Linked DNA regions of Gossypium arboreum: region 1 is linked to region 2. The links are chromatin contacts, called in public Hi-C maps. All regions are on one chromosome and are shown on one strand. The core of a region is the stretch at or near the end of the contact, and the rest is flanking DNA. Distances in the headings are between cores, read along the strand shown. Region 1 holds the start of LOC108455754 (probable E3 ubiquitin-protein ligase RHG1A). Region 2 holds the start of LOC108456651 (NF-X1-type zinc finger protein NFXL1).

Evidence for each region. A called contact is a pair of places that touch in the nucleus more often than the background predicts.
Region 1: a Hi-C map of leaf shows a contact between it and region 2, with 2.2 times the contacts expected there. The contact joins the promoter of LOC108455754 here to the promoter of LOC108456651 in region 2. A contact is called at or near these places in 2 of 5 Hi-C or Micro-C datasets (both in leaf).

Annotation. Positions count from the first base shown.
Region 1 is chr9:49,660,844-49,667,229 of ASM2569848v2, forward strand. It overlaps LOC108455754 (probable E3 ubiquitin-protein ligase RHG1A), which reads left to right and starts at 3,988. Exons shown (of 4, transcript XM_017754300.2): 1 at 3,988-4,240; 2 at 5,036-5,185; 3 at 5,559-5,714; 4 at 5,796-6,115. The coding sequence starts at 5,093. The coding sequence ends at 5,933.
Region 2 is chr9:49,520,996-49,527,966 of ASM2569848v2, forward strand. LOC108456651 (NF-X1-type zinc finger protein NFXL1) reads right to left here and starts at 4,183. Exons shown (of 2, transcript XM_017755214.2): 1 at 3,854-4,183; 2 at 49-3,647. The coding sequence starts at 3,532. The coding sequence ends at 293.

The DNA.
Region 1 (6,386 bases), core at 2,738-5,237, 140 kb after region 2:
ATCATCCTTTTGTACATAAACCCCAGAAGTCCCGGTAGCAAGATCCAAGTCATAACCACGCTCAAATACGGTTGCAACGGAGAGAAATATTTGGTCTATTGTTGGACAGTCAGGTATTGGCCATAGATAACCTAGAGTCCTTGAGTCAACACTCTATCATAATCCTCGATATTCTAGAAATTAGCCAAATAATGTTTGTTTTATATGTCCGTAAGGTGAAATGATTTTGATGGCTTCTAGAGGCTACTAATCCTATTATGGAGAGCAACATAACCAATACTATGACCCAATAGCTTCAGGACTACTGTCGTCTTCATCTCCTTATAAAGAATTTGCTTAATGCGATCTGAAAACTCTATTGTTGAGATCAATAAACCCGCTAAAGAACTGAACCAGATCCAATATCCTCATTGCTAGAGCCGGCTAAACCTTTCCCTAAAAGTTTATCCTTCTAAGATAGAGTCGAAGTTGGCTCTAGATCTACAACCATATCAACATTCGCCTCACTGTATACTTCCTTAAACCTTACTTTCTTAGTATGCCAATCCTCAGAAGATCGAGTTTCATCACCGCCACTGTCACTCAAATGTGGGTGCTTTGTAGCGTTGGTTTAAAACCAAACTATAGAAAGAAAAAAATTCTTTGAGAATTTCCAATTCAAAATTTTGTTTGTGTTAAGGAAATAATTTAAAGAGAAAAGAATCGTCTTGATAACATGTTATGAAATAAATAATAAGGTGAATAAAAGAACTAGAAATAGGAGAGCAAAATAAAATTTTATATTTTATTGATAAATAAAGATTAATTTACAATACTTCTCCAAAGTTCATATTTATAGACATAAGAAATATATATAATAAAAATTCTACTAATAATAGAGATTGATATGCATGATATAGAACTCTACTTAATAATAAAATATTCATAACAAAATTTGATTTATATTTTATATGATTTTAAAATGGGATTTAAATGCATTATCACTCCTTTCCTATATATTCATGTTCTTTTCTTATATTTTCATTTAAATATGCTTGTTGTTTTGGGTTTAATTTTAATTCTTATTTTTATTTGTAATTTAACTTTTATTATATTTTCTTAGATTTTAATTATATGATTTTTTTCCAATTTAATAAATAAAATTCAATAAGTTTTAGATAATAATCTAATTATAATTATTAATTAAGTATTTTACATATGCTTTATTATGTGTTTGGTTTAATATTATATATATTTATTTGTTAACAGATCATTATGGAAAAATCTTCAAGAATTAATCTTGAGCAAATAAATAAAAGAATTGACTATAAAGGTAGATTTTTACAAGCATTTATATTCTGAGAAATGCTTTATAAGTAACGCATGGATATAAATAAATAATGGACAAAATATTCTCAATAATTTGTTGATAAAAATACTAACAGGATGAGAAAGCCATACATACATAAGATTATTTATTTTATGTAATTTGGTTCCATATATCTTATCAATAGAATAAAATCCATGTATCTTTTATAATTAAAGTTCTCATTTTTCATACATTTCATTAGTAATATCATAAATTAGCATTCCATCTTTGTATATAAAAATAGTAATATAATAATTTATTCCACCTTTTAACTTTATAAAATATTATTTTAGTCTTCCATTTAAATTTCTATTTTTGTTAACTTTTAAATTTGTGTTGTTTGTCATATCACCTAAAATAGATGGAAAAATTAATGTTTGTTAATTTTGTTGATGTAGCATGCATGTAGATTGTCATGTGGATCCTACATCAACAATTAATTAATTTTAATTTTAAAAAATCAAAATATATATAGAAATTATTTTTTAAAAATTAAAAATTAATATTATAAAAAATTATAAAAATATATTTTGATTTTTAAAGGTTAATTAATTACAAATATGGCATACAAGTGGCAATCCACATGTATGCCACACCAACAAAGTTAACAAACGCTAAATTTTCTATCTATTTTGGAGTGATTTGACAAACAATACAAGTTTAAGGGTTAAAAAAGACGAAAAATTAAATAGAAGGCTAAAATATTTTTTTTGTAAAATTAGAATGCCAAATAAATCATTATACCTATATTTTTTACTATTTTTACTAATATAAAATAATGTAATCTATTTTAATTAATACATCCAATTAACCTATGTATCGCACTAGAAAAGAAAAAAAAATTAACTAGCAACATTGGAGTTGCATAAAAATATTTAATATTTTTTAGAATTAAAAACCATCCTTATTAAATTATTTTTATAAAAATTTATAATTGGTATGATGATAAATTTAGTTTTTAAATTTTAATTTCTTAATTAAATCGCCTTTTATTTTTAACTAAATTCAACCGTTAACATTAAAAAAATCAAATTAATTTTTTTTAAGTAAAAGGAAAGCTAAGCCATGGAGACAACAGAAAGTATAAGGCTGATCAAAGTATGCACGATCTCAACTGGTAGCTGATCAAATTCTTGCAATATGAAATCTTCACTAGTTTGACAATCGCGTCATGAGATGCGCTACATAATTGGCATCACCAAAAATATGGCTCACCTTCACATCCCATTCTTTACCGCATAATTGAGCAATACTACGGACCAAGGCGGCGTTGGGACCCTCTCTAGCTGCGTTTGTGATCATATCTATAGTCAAGGAGCTATCAATCTCTAATAAAACCTTTCTATTCCCCTCTCTCCATACTTACAGCAGGCCATCGTGAATGGCCCGTTGCTCTGCTCGTAGAGCAACCACCAATTCCCCTGCTGTAGCCTCGAAGCCAATTACCCTACTGCATCTCCAAGTCAAATTACTTTTATTTAATGAAAATGTCTACTAAAATATTAATTATTTAATAATATTAGCATGATAATTCACATAACAATTTACATATACTTTATACTGATATAATATTATTTATCTTATATATCACATTAAAAAATTTAAAATTTACAAAAAAAGAAAACATAAAGTATTCTTGGATTATTATGCAGAGTGTTATATTTAAAAATTAATATTTTAGTCCGTTTTTCATTAAAAGTCAATTAAACCTTTTGAAATATTGATAGTTAAATTTGATTGTTTTAAAGATTGAAAACTAAATTTAACTTAAAATTAAAAAAGAACTTAACTAAAATTGTTATTACCCTTTATTATTATGTGGTGTATATTTTCAAAATAGGGTGTTGTAGAAAAGTAGATGTAATTATTAGGGTTAAAATGAAAGAATTCCTAATGATAACATGCTTTCCTTCTTTTGACTAGAGAATACATATCATAGAGGGACCTTTAATTCAATTTGGATAAAAACATTAAAGTTTATGTTTTGATTTAAATTCCATTACGTGTAAGTCATGTTCATTAAACATGATTTATACTTGAAAACTCTTTTAAAACAATACTTTTGTCTTTCTTTTGCATGGAATTGAATTTCTTATTTTATTTTGTTTTTAGTGTGTTAACTAACTATAACTCCCTCTTCCTTTAATAATTAACAGAGAAATTTGGGTAATTTGCATTTTAAGTAATAAACTTTTAATTTTATCAAATTATATCGCTAAACTTTAATTATTAACAAATTAGATCACTTATGCCAACTTTGTTAATTATTTTAATGTAGAAACAACCTTTTCATGCATATTATGAAATCAACTTTGAGATTTTTCGTGTTGAGTAATGTATTTATTTTCATAAGAATTACCTAAATGAGTTAACATAAGTAATTTAATTAGTTAATAATATAAATTTAGTTATGTAATTTGATTTAAAAAAAAAAAGAAGAAGTAAAGGTTTGTGACTTATATGAAAGTTAATATTAAATTAAGTGACCTAAAAGGTAAATTACCCGAAGAAATAATTTAAAAAAAAAAAAAGGCGTACACGTATAAATTAGCTTATCTGGGTTAGTGACGAAAGCGGGGTATTATCTTTGAATAAAGGGCTTATCAACGTAGGCCCCACCAATTCATGAAAATTAGTTAATTAGGAGATAATTTTATATGGAGCTTCTGATAAGCACTGAATTCAGTGTTTGAATCATTTTTAACAACTCTCTCTCTCTTCTTTTATTACTTCTAATATAATTTTATGTTCATAATTTAGAAATCATAATTATCCATCCAAAATTTCATTCATTTCCCACTTCAAATTACCTTCTTTTTCTATGTTTGGCTGATCTCAACGCCTCTTTGGAAGCTTCATTCATTTCATCTTTCTCCAGAGCACCTTGCTGTGGTATATTTTCTGGGTTTCTTGTTAGATTTCATGTATTTATGAGTTAGGATTTTCTCTCTGATTATAGCTTTTAAAGTTTCATTTTTTATTTCTTACTAGAAAATTGCTTTTTTTTTTCTGAAAATAAATGAACATAAATACAGAGCCTTTAGAAAGGATTCATTGCAGTTAAACCAGAAACATATATTTTTCTTTTTCAGTGGTTAGAAATGAACTTACTTGTAGGATCTGGGTTTATTAGTTTCAGTAGTGAGACTAATCCAACCTTGACTACTTCAATCACATGAAACAACCGGGTTAATCAAGAAAATTTTTATATAGTGTCAGAATTTAAGATGCTAGTTCCCCATTGCTGTTGTGGTTGAAAATTCAAAGACTCTTAGGCTAGTTCTCCATTTCCAGCTTTTGCGTTTGGGTGGAAAAACATTTTTCACCGCTTTTTTGACCCTAAAACCCGAGTGTTGTCCGCTGTTTCTGCGGTGAAAAAGCATTTTTAAAACCCTAAACGCAATGAAAAACAGGGCTTACTCTCTACTGAAGAAAGTGTGGTGTTGGACACAGTACTACAATGTTCACTTTTGTATCAACTATCAATGTTTGTATGTGGTCCTGTAGGGCAAGTTCTAATAAATGCTTAACTGAAAAAAGCAAGGAAACGATCATGGATTTGGGGTTGATTTTATTTGGACTTGTAAATTCTTAAAATCCCTGATGAATGTATGGGGTATAAATAATCTCTTGTTTTGGTAAAAAAAAAAAAACAAACCTTTGAGATTCATCAATTAGTTCATGTAGGACCATTGTTTGCCCTGCAAATCAAACTTTTGGTGTTAATGGTGGTTGGTGCAGACAATGATAGTACGTAATATGCTTATGGGGGAAAGAATACATTCACGAGACCGATTTAGCAACTGGAGGCTTGATATTGACAACATGTCATATGAGGTAATGTTATGTTCTTAAGTTTGTTATATATTTCTTCATATAAAAGAAATCCATCATTTGCTATTGGTTCTATCAATCCTTGTCTACTCTTGATTCAGTAGAAATGAATGCAAATAATCTATATGTTGAGCGCGAGTATCTATTTTGGAGTGCCTTACACCCTCACCGTCAACGGCGGAGATATTGTTCCAGGGCTAAGCCGAATGTAGATATTCCGGAAACAATACTTCCACCGTTGAGGGAGTGAGACACTCCAAAACAGATACTTGCCTTCAATGCAATGTTATCTACATCTGAGTGAGTTTAGGTATGGGAGTACTTTAATAAGACAATGAAGAATCCGAGTAACGTGTTCTGTTTTATTTTAAAACAGCAATTACTGGAGCTTGCAGATAAGATAGGGTATGTCAACACTGGATTGAAAGAAGAAGAGATAAGTAGATGCATAAGTAAAATTAAGGGGTCGATGAAGAATGATTTAGCACCAAACATACCCATGCATGTGGATAACAAGTGCAGCATTTGTCAGGTTTTTCAGTATTTGCAACTCAACTGTAGTGGTTACCCTGATTTTTTGTTAAACTGATGATTCATGGATATGTATATATAGGAGGAATATGACGATGAAGGAGATGAAGAGATGGGGAAGCTATGTTGTGGACACAGTTTTCACATTCAATGTATAAAGCAGTGGCTGCTGCAGAAAAATGCTTGCCCTGTTTGTAAGACTGAGGCATCACCTCGGTGATAGTAGCAGCAGCAGCAGCAGCCATGGATGGATTCAATTTAATCCACTTGTTGGTGGTTTACTTACTGTTTCATTTATTTTAGTTTAGTCCAAAATTAGTGTTTATATGGATGACAATGGTAGCAAATTTAACTCCAAATCAAATATGATGGCGATTGTTTTGCTTTCATAAAGGAAAATAATTAACGTGGCGTGATTTGAAAAATGAAAGTTAAAGCAAGAAGAAATGTAGCTTTGAATAAATAATTTCAAAGTATAGAATCCATACGCAATGAAACTCCATATAAGTCAAAAGGGTGCATTTGTTTTCTTGGAATACATAAAATTCTCTACTAACAAAAATTACACAAATATCTTTTCGAAATAAAAATAATTTTGTTATAGAAAAATTAATAAAACAATAAATAAAAGAAGATGAAAATACGAGAGAATTTTATTATTTTATTTTCACTT
Region 2 (6,971 bases), core at 2,933-5,432:
GAAACCACCACTTTATGAAATAAAATAAATAAGATCGGAAAAGCTCCATTGAAAAAAGGTTGTATATTTAGCTGCTTCTCAAATGCAACAAAAATTCACCATTACAGCCAAAGGGGCATAAGTCTTGGCGAGAAAAAAAAATTAGAAAGATCATCATAACACCCATATGCTAATATCAGGTGTAAACTGGACAAGCAAAACAAAACTGAAGTTTTTCCAACCACTTGAAAATGAAATTGGGCAGCCCCATCTCCCTGACCACAAGGTTAGAGGTATATTTCTCTCTTCACTCTCATTCATAAGCCTTTTCCCAATCATCTACAACCTCCAATGGCTCTGTTTCATTTAAACCCCCACCCAGCAGCCTAGCTGAACTTGAATTGGCAGCATTTGAATCCATTTTTGACAAGGATTGAACCCCAGCCAGCTTTGAAGGATCTTCTGATCGAACTGCTCCAGAAGATGAGCTTACACCTGTTTCAGAATCCAGAACACTCCAGCGGTTAACTGAAGCAGCAATTGGAGCATCTTTGCCTTTCCATGCAGAGCCCGGATCTGAAGTGACACCAAGAGACTCATCACCACCCCATGAATCTTCCTTCCAACCAAGCTCCTGCACCACAGCCTTCTTCCATGGATTTGCCTTTACAGCAGAACTTGGCCCTGTTCCTCCCCACGCATTATTAGCAGATGATGCTCCACCACTTTGAACAAAGGCAATTGCCCCAGTATAAATTGATCCATGATCCAATCTCCTCATAGCTGTTGCAGCTCGAGCAGGATCACTAAATACAGCCAATGCATTCTTGTCATTCAACCAAACAAGTTCACACTCCCCACCAAACCTCAACACTAATGCACTTATATCAGATTCTCGGGGCAAATCTAGGAAAGAAACAACAAGCCTTGGATCCATGTCTACTGGAGGATCAAAAACAGGAGGGTGTAACGCCCCAGTACTGGTCGACACTTTAGCCCCAATGATGCGAGCTGGTGGTTTGGATTTGGCAGTAACATGAACCACAATAAAACGTTTGGGCTCCCAACCAGCAGCACTAATAGTAAGCTTCCACCTTTCTGCTATTATCCTGATAGCATCTCTCTTATCCTTCAGCATTGGACAGAACACATGAACCTTCAGACCCGTTGTTGTTCCTCTGTTCTTGCCAAGTACCAAAAGCTTGCATCTCTCTTCTACAGCTAGAACCCACTTCGGATCACGCCTGTACAGGTCAAAAAGCACCTCTGACGCAACCAAATTCTCACCAAAATGAAGTGCGTCCAAATTTGGGGGAGTGATGTCAAAGGCATCTGCAAGAATCCGTTTGCGCTCCAACTTAGCACATTCATCATCACACATAAGCTTCCTTTGTCCAAGAGGAATCTTTTTGCCAGTTGATTCCACTAGTTGAAGAGGCACGGGCAATTTTTGGATAATAGAAGCTTCAAAAACTGTATCAGCATTGAAGCCACCAGTACAGCCCCCAGCATCGCAAGGGACAGTTGCGCTTAGCCGGCCACAAGAACACGTGATTGTAACTCGAAAATCACACCTAACATCAGGACATGGTGCAGAGGGATGACAAGGTGCAGAACATGTATGCCTGCAGTCTCTCCGAGGGGCACCACATGTCTGCCCACAAGAGGTCCTGACACCAGGCTCAGCTCCAGATGATGCATCACATGGCGCTGGGTGACATGTCCTCCCACATGCATGTAATCCACATTGCCTGGTCTTCCCGCAGAGCTTGTTACATCTGATATCTTTTGACCCACAAGGAATGTTCCTAAGAACAACATGTCCTCCAATGCATTCCTTCGCCACAGGCACAGAACAAGGTGGACAGTCTCCAAAATGGCAGCTGTGAGAAGACGAATGGCCACAAGGCTGAGGAACTGAGCATGGAAGTTGACATGAAGGTGGTGGTGTACCACAAGGCAATGGTGGAGGGATTGAAGTTCTTCCACAAGCACATGTCAAATCAGTAAAGATCGTTTCCAAGCATGGGGGGCAGTGACCACTGTGACAAAGAGATTCACAAGAATGCTGTCCACACCTCAGCTTCTTCCCACATGCCATTTGGCAGAAGTGTGGATCCCAACCACCGGAGCGAAGACTATTAGAGTTTGAGAGAGGGCAGCATCGCTCACTACATCGATGTCTACCACAACTCTTCTTACGCCCACAAGGCTTGTCACATGTAAATCTCTCATTTTCAAGTGTTGTTTTGTAGCATTCCACCCTCCGCGAAGTTGATCCACAGAGGCATTTTTGGGTGACAAGAACTAGACAAGGTGGACAGTTCCCAGCATGACAGACTTGGTCACATCGGTGCACTTGACAAGGAAGGAACTTGGCACATGTCTCTGAACAAGTTGGAATTGGGTCCAAACAACTTTGCCTTTGCTCCTGCAAGCTTGTTTTCCCACAGTAACAAGACCTGATCTTGCTTGGCATCAGCTCACAATCCCCACAAGGACCAGGATGGCAATTTTCATCACAGTAATGGTTACCACATCTAAGCTTCTTTCCACACTTTGAACTACAAGAAAAAATGCCATCTTCTGCTTTCACCTTTCCCTTCACAACCATGTCACCGCAGATGACAACTTCAACCTTTTTCTTGCAGAAACAGGGGGCATTAATTAGAACTTTGCAAGGATCACAAGCTCCGACATGGCAAATACGTTCACACTGATGGCGCCCACACTCAAGAAGTTTACCACACCGCTGACCACAAGTAAGAACCGACTTCCTATCAGAACATCTGGTTGTAATAACTTTCTTACCACAAGGACACAAACGTGGTGGAGCAAACGCCTTACAAGGAGGACATGGACCAGGGTGACATTGCAAGACACAAACATGAGGGCAAAGTTCATCCTTCATCACCCTAGAACCTAATCCCAGCTCCTTCTCAAGGGGCTTTCCACAGGGCTCCCCGCATGAATGCGGAGTCAAGTACAAATCAGAAGGAGGGTCGGTCCTCTTTCCACAAAAGCAAACATACCGTATCTCCTTAGAGGATGTGAACTGCACAGACTGACAGCCCGGACAACGCCAATTAAAACCCTGATTCTTCTCGGCCACCAAATCAACAGAAGTGGGTGCCCTCGCCCATTTCTTAATACAATTGAGGTGAAAGATAGAATAACAACTTGAGCACGACCATATAGCACCAGACCTCGGTACCATATCATAACAAATCATACATTCAACCGTACTCTTTATAAGCTTGTCCTGAATTTCCTGCACAAGCTGTGGCAAATTAGGATCAACCTCCTTCCTTACCGCCACCTGAGTCTCACTCCTTCCCTTTTCCCTATCTCTCCTATGGTTGGTGGGCCGACCAGTTTGTCTGTACCTATTATCATTTCGTGTTGAGGTTTGGTTGACATTAGGGGTTGAATTAGAGGCGGCCGTTGAGCTGCTTTCAACGGTGGTGGTTGTGGATGAAGATCCTCTAGGAACCCATTCTTGACGAGTGCTTTGTGAAGGGTTTCTTGATCTATTTCGGCCTTGAAAGCTCATAATTTTGTAGTTGAAGTCAACGAACTTTGTAAATCCGATGGAATTTTTTTGTGTGTGTGTGGACGAAACAAAAGATTCAAATACTAACTTTATAGCTTTGATCCTCCTCCTAAAACTGTAATACCACAAAAATAAAAAGAACATCAATAACCCCAGCAATCCCTTGGTTCGAAAGGGTAAACAGATAGGCAAAACAAACAAAAGAATCAAACGAATAGTTGAGAAATTGATATTCAATCAAAAAGAGAAAAACATCTCAGTTACAGGAAATCCCAAAAACCAAATCTGGAATCATGCAAAGAGATGAGAAAGGGAACGCACCTGATGAAGAAAATGAAAACCAAAACTTAATGCTTATGATTCCTGTTTGTGTGGGGGTATAACAAGTGAGGGGGGTCTCCCTTTTCTCGAAAATGAGAAAGCCGACAAGTAGAAAGGGTGGAGAGGGAGAGGGAGAGGGAGAGGGAGAGGGGGAGTATATATAGGGAAGGATTGGCTTGGGGCTAAAGGAAAACGAGACTAATTCGTCACCATAAAACAACCGAGTTAAAATATGGGCATGTTATGATGTTTCAACTTTCAAGCATATGCATACGGCTGGCAATGGCGTGCATCCTTGCTGCCCACTCAAGGGGCTTGACTCAGCCGCCTTATCTCACCTGCATCTCCATGGGCCTTGGCCCGAATTCTACATAGCAGTTTAATGTAGAAATTGCCCAATTTGCACTCTTAGAAACGGTGCCCTCAGGCCTGAGCTACCCACTTGGATATGGCTCTTTCTATTATTTTCATTTATTATGTATGTTACCAATTTTATATTTTAATAATTAATTAAATAAATTATTTATAATTGATTAATAAAAATATTAGACTGACTTTATGAAATTGAATTTCACCTCTCCCAATCAATATTTCATTTCTATTCCTTTTCAATTTAAAATATGTTTTAGAACAGTATTTCCGGCTGCTAATCTAAATTACGCACAAGTTTAAGATAAATTTAAAATATTATCTTTGTTGTTGATTATTTTATTATATTAACATTTAATAATAAAAATATTATTATAATATTATAATTAAACAATAATTCTTATAACATAATTGTTTTAAAATTAAATATGATGTAAGCATCGAAAACTTAAATTCGATCTCAAGAAATTCTATTCTTCCTCTCAAATATAAATAAATAATAACTCTTAAATAAATAATCACATTATGAAGCAATTAATAGAACTATAATTAAACCGCAATAACATTAAATAAAACAATATATAAGTTTTAATAAAATTTGTTTCATCTTCAATTAGACTATTCAATTTTATAAAACAACTAAGATATAGATAAACCAACCCTAAAACAACCTTAGTATTGTTCACATCAACCACCATGCATGAAGGAGGGGAAGAGCATCGGGTTCTGGCGAAGGCAATCTACCTGGCCAACCGCATGCATGCAATCCAAAGTAACTCATTGGAAAAATTTGATAGCTTTTAAAATTTTATAAATCAAGCCTTTTTATTATTTATAGTAATAAATTTTACCAAATTTATTACTTTTATTATCTATGTTTTTTATTAAGTAGTCTAGTCGTTTCCCAACTTTCTGCCAACATATTTTTCTTCACTATTTTCGAACCATCAATTTTTATAGAAAATGTGCTTTAAAAATACTGAACCAATTACACAATTAAATTTTAAAATTAAATCTCTCTTTAAGCTAGAAGCTTAACTCGAGTCCTCATGAAAAATATAATTTATTTTGGAAATAAATCTCACTATAATTTAGTAGAGTAATTACGTTAAAGATGATATATTTTTGTCATAACTTATAATCTCAATTTATAAAAAAAGTGTGACGTCCCAAAAATCTAATCTTTGATATCAATGATAAAATATGTTATAATAAATTATTTACTTTAATTATTTACGGCCTTGAATGCATGTGATTGGTTATGAGTTCAAAACCCTTTGTCAGCAAGTTGAAAGTGGGATATGATTTGATTTTTTTAAATAAATAGGTTTTAATTAACTAATTAATTTTCCTTTTCCCAAAATACCCCACGTTTCCCCCCTCTGTTTCATGTTCATTTTGTTTTTTTTTTTTAATTAATTTTTTACTCCCACATTCCCCAATAGTTTCACGTCTGTTTCTTCTTATTATTTTTTTTTGTTTCTTTCGTTTGTTTGTTTGTTCTATCGTTTTGTGCGTCGCTTCTTTCCATTTTTTTTTTCTTTCACTTCAATCGGTTCTTGATTCCTGTGTGGTGGTGCTTTCAATTTTGTTCTTGTGTTGGTGAGGATCAATCTCTGCTCTCTTTGCGATTGTAAATTTCTGGGTTCTGGTAAGTAAATGTTCTCTCTAGATTTTTATAAGGGTTCATGGTTAATGCTTTAATTACTCTTTTGGAGCATGGGTTAATTTTATGAAACATTCGTTGTTAGGTATTAATAAAAAAGGCCGAATTTCCCCTTCTGCGAATTAATTGTGTGAGGAATTGTTGTGGACGTTTGGTAAGTTGTTGAATGCTTAAGAGTTCAATTTTGGATTTAGTAATGCATATATTCGCGTTTGATCGAGTGAGTTATTTGGGAAAAAAAAAATTGAGGAATCATGGCTAATTTAGTCGATTGAACATTGTTTTTAGGTTCGGCAAGTCTTGTGATTGCTTCCGTATCAAATCGAATCAGGTGTGTAACAAAAATCCGAGAAAATAGCGAATAGCGAAAGCCGAAAAAGGGGATTGTTGACACCACACAGCCATGTGAGACACACAATCTGAGCCAATTGGGCTGTGTGGGCCACACGGGAGTGTGTGAGTGTAACACCCCTAACCCGTATCTGTCGCTGAGGTCAAAGGTGTTACTAGACAAATAGGAACATTTTACGAATAATTCATATACCTCATCCACAATCATATTCAAGCATTACCATAGAGTCCCTTATATAGGTCATCGAGACCTTAAACATGCATTAGAAAGGGGTAGGGACTAAACCGAGCTCATACAAAATTTTTCAAAAACTTAAACATTTTTCAAAGTTGTACAGGTCACATGCTCGTGTGAATAGGCCGTGTGCCTCACACGGTTTTAGACACGCCCGTGTGTCTAGGCCGTGTCAAAATAGGGCATACATACTGACTTGTCCAGACGGCCACATGACACGTCCGTGTGCCAGACTGTGTGAAAATTAGGGAGGCTACTGACTTGAGTCACACGGCCAGTCACACGTCCGTGTGTCTAGCTCGTGGTTGAAACTGACTTGGCCACACGGCCTAGCACACGCCCGTGTGTGCGACTGTGTGGTTTGCCCAGGCTCATTTCGAAATAGCCCTCGAGTAATACAGCTGAGACACACGCCCATGTCTATGCCCGTGTAGGCAAAAATAGGCCATTTACACGGCCAAAATGCCACCCATTAAGGGTCCTCCTTACTAGCAACA